Regions from separate parts of the Sus scrofa genome. Here region 1 is linked to region 2. The links are chromatin contacts, called in public HiChIP or PLAC-seq maps. All regions are on one chromosome and are shown on one strand. Each heading gives the region's core, a stretch centred on a gene start, on an enhancer-like site or on the middle of the called end of the contact. The rest is flanking DNA. Distances are from core to core; before and after follow the strand shown.

Evidence for each region. HiChIP or PLAC-seq counts read pairs in DNA pulled down with a chosen protein or histone mark.
Region 1: an H3K27ac HiChIP or PLAC-seq map of alveolar macrophages shows a contact between it and region 2. The contact joins two enhancer-like sites. A contact is called at or near these places in 1 of 47 Hi-C or Micro-C datasets (embryonic fibroblasts) and 1 of 2 datasets of contacts at active chromatin or transcription factors (alveolar macrophages).

What each region holds. Positions count from the first base shown.
Region 1 is chr4:20,607,157-20,610,893 of Sscrofa11.1, reverse strand. No RefSeq gene overlaps it. Among named protein-coding and RNA genes, the nearest start is that of EXT1, 36 kb to the left of the region's middle. Within about 2 kb of position 1,258, at least 3 of the 83 cell types and tissues checked have an H3K27ac peak or open chromatin away from gene starts, as enhancers often do. A contact at or near this core is called in alveolar macrophages, where this site is marked.
Region 2 is chr4:20,414,949-20,418,553 of Sscrofa11.1, reverse strand. All of the region lies in intron 4 of SAMD12 (sterile alpha motif domain-containing protein 12), which reads right to left. Among named protein-coding and RNA genes, the nearest start is that of EXT1, 230 kb to the left of the region's middle. Within about 2 kb of position 1,258, at least 11 of the 83 cell types and tissues checked have an H3K27ac peak or open chromatin away from gene starts, as enhancers often do. A contact at or near this core is called in alveolar macrophages, where this site is marked.

The sequences.
Region 1 (3,737 bases), core at 9-2,508, 190 kb before region 2:
AAACATTATTTAAAAATATATAAACAATCTACAGGAAACTCTTCAATAAATCTTGGGCATGTGTATATAAAGAAATAGTAAGTAGTTATCAGAAGGATGTTTTCCAGTGGTCTTTAATGACATTCACAAATATTTATGGTATGGTTTTTAGTGAAAAAAATTGTGCTTATGATCTTTATAAAAAACAGCTTCACCGAGGTGTGGTTTTTGTACCATAAAGTTTACGAGGTTTAAGTGTGCAATTTAATGATTTTTAGAAAATCTTCAGAGTTATGCAACCATTACCACAATCGTTTTAGAGTATTTCTATCATTCTCCCTAGCTCCCTGCAAAAATAAATATAATAATAATAACTCCTTGCCTGTTTGCAGTTAACTCCTATTCCTATGCTGAGTCATAGTCAACTCTAACCTACTTTCTTTCTCTATCCATCTGCCTTTTTTCGACATTTTGTATAGATGGAATCATATAAGAGTGACCATGTCATCTGACTTTTTAAATTAGCATAATATTTTTGAGGTTTATCTATGTCATAGCATAAATCATAATTTCTTACTTTTATGTCCTAAATAGTATCCCGGCGTATGGTTGTCATATGTTTTATGTATCCACTCACCAGTTGGTGGACGTTTAGATTGTTTCTACTCTTTTTGCAATTATGAATAATGATGGTAGGAACATTTGCGTGCAAATTTTTGTGTGGACATATGTTTTGTTTCTTTTTTTTGTTTTTTTTGTTTTTTTGGTTGGGTTTTTGAGTTGACACCTCAGTGTGAAATTGCTGGGTAATATAGTAAATATATGTTTAACTTTTCAAGAAAGCACAAACTAGTCTTCAAAGTGGGTGTTCCACTTTACATTCCCATCATCAAGGGAAGAGGACTCCCGATTTCCACACCCTCACCAGCACTTGCAACAGTCTTTTCTTTATTACGTCCATTCTAGTAAATGGGAAGTGAAAGCGCCTTGTGGGTTTTATTTGCATTTACTTAAAGACTAATGATGTTGAACATTTTAGCACAAATATTCAAATCTTGTGCTCATTTTTACTGGGGTGTTTGTTTTCTTATAATTGAACTCTGTTTTTGTATATCTTCTGGATACAAATCCTTTATCAGATATGTGATCTGCAAATATTGTCTCTCCGTTTGTGGCTCAATTTGTCCTTTAACCGAGTTTTCAAAGGTCAGACATTCCTGACTTTGATAAAGTCCAATACAACAATATTTTCTTCTATGATTTGTGCTTCTTCTTTTTTTTTTTTTCATGGCCACACTGGCAGCACGTGGAAGTTCCAGGCCAAGGATTAAATCTGAGCCACAGCTGCAACCGATGCTGCAACTGTGGCAACACCAGATCCGTTAACCCACTGCCCCCAGCCAGGAATCGAACCTGCACTTCTGCAGCGACCTGAGCCACTGCAGTCTGATTCTTAACCTACTGCACCACAGCAGGAAATCCCCTATGGATTGGACTATTTGTGACATCGAAGAAATCTCTGCCTAATCCATGATTCCAAAGAGTTTCTCTTATGTTCTCTTTTAGAAGTCTCATAGTTTTAAGTTTTGGCTTTAGGCCTGTAATCTATTCTTTTTTAAAAAAAAAATTATACTTAACATTTTTATTAGGTTTTTACATCCCAGAACTATTTCCATAATCTATTCTTAGTGAATTCATTTTTGTATATAATGTGAGGCATGGGCTGAAGTTCATTTTTCAAATTTTTTTTTTTTTTTTTTTTGCATATTAACAGCCAGTTGTTCCTGCATCATTTGTTAAACAGACTATCATTCTCCATGGACTCACCTTTCTCCCTTTGCTGCAAATCCATTGACCATATAGGTACAGGTCTATTTCTGGACCCTCTATTCTGTACCACCGATCTATTTGTCCATTTTGCCACCAGTACCACACACTGTCTTGGTGACTTATCCTGGTAATTCTCAACTAGCCATCATTTTGCTCCTCCAGGGGCAAATCGCACATCTGAAAATGCACACTTGCTTGACTTCTTCCCTTTCCTGTCCTACTTTCTCCACTCCCTTCCTGGTGTGTCCTGGGAACACAACTCAGTCAACCATTCACATGGATTCCTTATCTAGGAGTCTTTCTGTGGGGAGCCTAACCTGAGACATGAAAACAATATAGTGTCTAACTCATTGTTAGTACTCAATAAATGTTGGCTGTGGTGACTATTGTTAATTTTCTTCACCTCATTTTTTAGAGGGAACCCTTTTACAAAAGTGAGAAATTATGTCATTTTGCAGTTTTCCTTTGAGCAGACTATAACCTGATGGCATTATTTAACTATATTAGTAAAATATTTATACTTAGTAACTAAGTAACTTTAGTTAGTATTATACGACCAGTGTGTTCATTCAAATTACCTAAGGTGGCTGTCTGTTAACTTTTGAATCTCAAATCTAGATTACACAGATCATAGTCTCAGCAGAAGGATACCAAAAATAAATGAAGAGCAACCATCAACAACCTGGAGGCATCATGGCAGGGACCAAATACAGATTAAGATTTTGAGGTATCCCCACTGTGGCCCCACTGTGGCTCAGCAGTAACGAATCCAACTAGTATCCATGAGGATGTGGGTTCGATCCCTGGCCTCACTCAGTGGGTTTAAAGATCTGGCTTTGCCCCGAGCTATGGTGTAGGTCACAGACACGGCTCGGACCTGGCATTGCTGTGGCTGAAGCATAGGCCAGTAGTGGCAGTTCTGATCTGACCCCTAGCCTGGGAACTTCCATATGTTGTGGGTGTAGCTAAAAAGACAAAAAAAAAAAAAAGCTTTGAGATATCAAGAATTGATGCGAAGATATAAGATGGGGAATCCCAGGTGAGGCTGGAAAATCCAAAGAGAGCACAGACCTTTTATAAATCTGCAATGGAAACTATCCAAACTAGAGGTGTCTCATCTGGCACCTTCTCAAAGACCCAAGAACAAAGGGATTACATTTAGCACCAGTTCAGATGAAAAGACCATTCCAGTTTTGGTCTTTACAACCTAGAATAGATGTAACTAAGTAGAAAAGGATTCAGCAAGAACAGAGAAACTGTCACATAATTGGCAAATTGAACCTCTGAGGAAAGGTTAAACGAGTTTGGATTGTTTACCCAGAGAAAGAGAGGCCAAAGGTCTATTTAATACTTGTCTTCAATAATTTAAAGTTCGTATCTGACCAGAGAGTCTACATAGGCAGAAAACAAAACGAACTTCTCCCTTGAAAGCCCGCCACGTAAATAATTTAAGAATTAAGGTGGAATAAGAAATTGAGATTCAAAATAGCATGAATTTCTTGATTCAGGAGTAATTAAGATTTGCAAAAGTCCGCCACAGTTAGTGGAATGTGGAATTTCTGTCCCTTGTGATTGGTGGAACACAAGTACAAAGTGTTCATGAGCAGAAGTGGATGTTTTTGGTTATTTTCCCTTTTTTTTTTTTTTTCCTTTTTACAGCCACATCCGTGGCATATGGAAGTTCCAGGGCAGGGGTCTAATCGGAGCTACAGCTGCTGGCCTACTCCACAACCACAGCAACACCAGATCCAAGCTGAGTCTGTGACCTATGCCACAGCTCATGGCAACACCGGATCTTTAACCCACTGAGCAAAACCAGGGGTTGAACCTGCATCCTCACAGAGACAATGTTGGGTCCTTAACCCAATGAGCCACAACAGGAACTCCAGAAGTAAATTTTTTTTGAGTGGTAGGTGAAAATCCATGAA
Region 2 (3,605 bases), core at 9-2,508:
AGGAATGTGGGGCCATGAGAGTTTAGATTTCAATGTAGTGAAATCACCAGCGGTCACGGATCACACAGGAAACACAGGTTAACAGTTACGAGTCATGCACTCCCTAGTTTACAGATCAAAGGAAGGTGATGAAAATGAAAAGAACAGAAATGAAAATGAGCAAGCAGCTTCTGCTTTCAGAAATAATATATACAGCTTCCCCCCTTTGAAAGCAGCTCTCTTCAGCCAGAATTGGAGGAGGCGCGTGGTCAGTGGTTATCACAAACTAAACACGGCTTAGCTAGAATCAGTTTCTGTAGCAGCTCTTGAGTTTTTAAAAATCTGTATTTTCATAATTGTACCTAATTACCCACACCGTTTGCGTTTTGCTTTGCATTCCGATGATGGCATGATGAAAAAGCTACTCTTTAAAAAAGTAAATGACCCTGGATAGAGATGACATTTTTCTCCTCACAGCGTTAAGACACAGTTCTAAACTGTGAGGAGTGGGAGAGAAGTTGGGTTGCACTGCTGTTACTTTTAGCCTTTTTTTTTTTTTTTTTTTTTCTTCTTTAAAGAAGATTTCTACTTGAAGCAGCTCAGAGTCTACTGAACACAGAACATTCACTGCTGGTTAGGTATTTTACCAGGTTCTGACAAACAGAAAGTCATTTCCACCTGTAGCAGCTGCTTGGAAACTGACAAGACCCCAGCATCCCTTGCTAGTAACTTCCTGCTATTTAACACACACACACACACACACAATCTTTCAAGAACCCCAAAGCATGGTCATCAAGTCTCTGTACAATGCTGATCGTATTCATATATTGACACTGATACTCCATCTCAGCAGCATAAAGAATCGGAAGCCACTCATCTTTAAACAAAAGTCTTCGCCTCCCCTCTGTCCCACTTCGCAAAGCCCTCAATTATAAAGAAAGAAAGGGGACAAAATGCCCAAGCTGACATTCTGCCAAACCCGCTTGGGGTGGGAAAATAAAGATAATTCCTCAAAAGCCCATATGGGCCAGGCTGATGAAAACCAGGGGCTTCCTCCCCTCTCTTAAAAGGCAACACAAAGCGCAGGGGTGTGCCCTGAGTCTTTCAGCTCTGGCCGCAGTTTTGTGGTCTGTGCAAGCAGAGCCTGGTGATGCGCCAGCGATTCTGTTCCTGCTTTTCTGATGGGTCCCAGAGGGGACTTCCCAGTAATAGTGCCTTGTCTCCCACAGCTCTGATGGGCTGTACTGCCCTTCCTCCTCCTCCAAGGTTAAGGCCTCAGCACAGGGAGTGGGAGGCTGCCTCTGCTGGGTGGTTGGCAGCAACACCCTCCCCCCCATTATGGGCTCCTCTGAAGCGTGTTTCCATGAAGCTGGCCCTTCCATCCGGGTATGCGCTCAACACAGACAAAATGATGTTTCTCAATAAAAGAATCTGCTACCCAGGAGGCAAAACCAGTATTTAATTTGCTGGCTGTGTTCAATAGACTGTGAGCTCCTCAAGGGGAGGGACTAAGTCTCATTTGTCTTTGTAGCTTCGGTGAGTAACACACATTCACTTGTTCATTCATTTATTCAATAGCTCTTTACAGGGAGCTGGAGGTCTGAGATGAGAAAGGCACGGGCTTCAACAAAGAATGAGACATGTCTTTTGCCCCACAGGCTGGACTGCTGTGGAATAAATATACTTTCTAATATGTTCCAAGAGACAAAAATACACACTCAAAATAAATAGTACAAAAGTGGAGCTATCTCACTCCTAGGCTCGTCGGATGTCAAAGATGAATAGGACCCGCTTTCACAGATAAGGAAGACACCGCTCAGAAGGAGCTGACCAATCCTTGATCTTGTGCTCTTTTTACCTTGAACAAGGCCACCCATGGAAGAGAAAGCATTTCAAGTAGAAATGTCCATTGCTCTCTGCAGCCCTTTTATCCTCAGAACCTACTTTATATATATAGTCTAATTTCCAAAAGTTCACATAACTCAAGGGACTCCAGACCATGGTTTAAATAAGGAGTGTGAACCCAAACTTCTACAGAGGCCAAAAAGGTAAAATAATTTAAGAAAGCAAAGCCAGGGGAAAGAATGGAGGGCAGGAGAGAGCAAACTAAACACACGTGCTCTTGTTTCAGTCATCAACTCCAGTTTTATGATGGAAAGCCATGGTTTTCTCTGGCTTATGCTTTTGTTGGTTGGGAATCCACGAAGAGCTCAGCTGGGTGGTCCATCTTTGATCCATGCCATGTCCCCTCTGGGGAGTGGGGTATCCACTGCCAAGACGGCTTCCGCGGTCACGTGTCTGGGACCGTGGTGCTCCTCGACCTTTGTCTTTCTCCCCACGATGTCTCTTCTAGGGTATCTTCTTGTGGCTTGGGCTCCTCACACCACGGCGATCTCAGGGCAGTTGCACTTGTCATATGGTGGCGCCCTTCCTTGACCAAGGGTCTCAAGAGACAGGAAGGAGATGCTGCCATTTTCTGCCCCATGGTACTGGTCAGAGCCATCACTAAGTCTTCAAGGAGAGGACACCAGACACCATCTCCCAGTAGGAGGAATGTTAAAAAATTTACAAATGTTGGTAGGGCGCCTTAGTTGGTTCCAAAGAACAGCCACTAGGTCCCAGGTTGTTGTACTGTGGGACTGTGGTCCAGTACAAAATATTTTAAACACTTCGTCTTTTTTTAGGGATGCACCCGCGGCATATGGAGGTTCTCAGGCTAGGGGTCAAATCAGAGCTGCAGCTGCCAGCTTACACCACAGCCACAGCAATGCCAGATCTGAACCTCATCTGTGACCTACACCACAGCTCGCAGCAACGCCTGCTCCCTTAAACCACTGAGTGAGTCCAGGGATCGAGCCTGCATCGTCATGGATACTAGTCAGATTCTTAACCTGCCGAGCCACAATGGGAATGCCGTATTTTAAACATTTTATGTAGAAGATGGAAATTTATATTTGAAAGTACAAATATTTTTAAATGTTGGTGATTAAATCAAAATTTGTGGGAAAAACTGTGTCAGATTTTGCTGTTGTCCACTAGCAAATGGCCCGCCCTTCATGTACAAAAGAAAATTCTTACAAAGGAGTTTTAGGAAAATACTGACATATATTGAGACTTTTTTTTTTTTTTTTTTTTTTGCTGAAAATGAAGATCTTCACAGTGTTTTATCATCTTTGACAACAGAATTTTACTGTAAATATACCAGCAGGTAAATGAGGGATCCTTCTGTATCATTCTGTCATGACCCACAAGAGAAACCTGAATGAGAATCCCCTTCTTCCATTTCTATCTTGGCCAAATCACAGTTTGATGAAATGTCTAGTGATTTTCACTTCTTGTTGAACTGGACTAAGAACTAGACAACCAAGATGATGGAGGCACGGACGTTATGCCCTAAAGGAAAGAAACACAAGGAGAAGCCCAAGAAACTAGGCAAGAAGTCATGGATAAAACAGTCTCATCACCACAGGAGTACTTTTTAAACTTTAGTGACTGAATCACCTTCTGAGTCAGAAGAACCGGGGGTGTCCCACTCCAGATGATTCTGATATAGGTGGCGCCTGAACCACACTGTTGGTACTCAGTGAAGGGGCAGGTTTTTGAGAGGCAGCAAACGGGACGCAGCT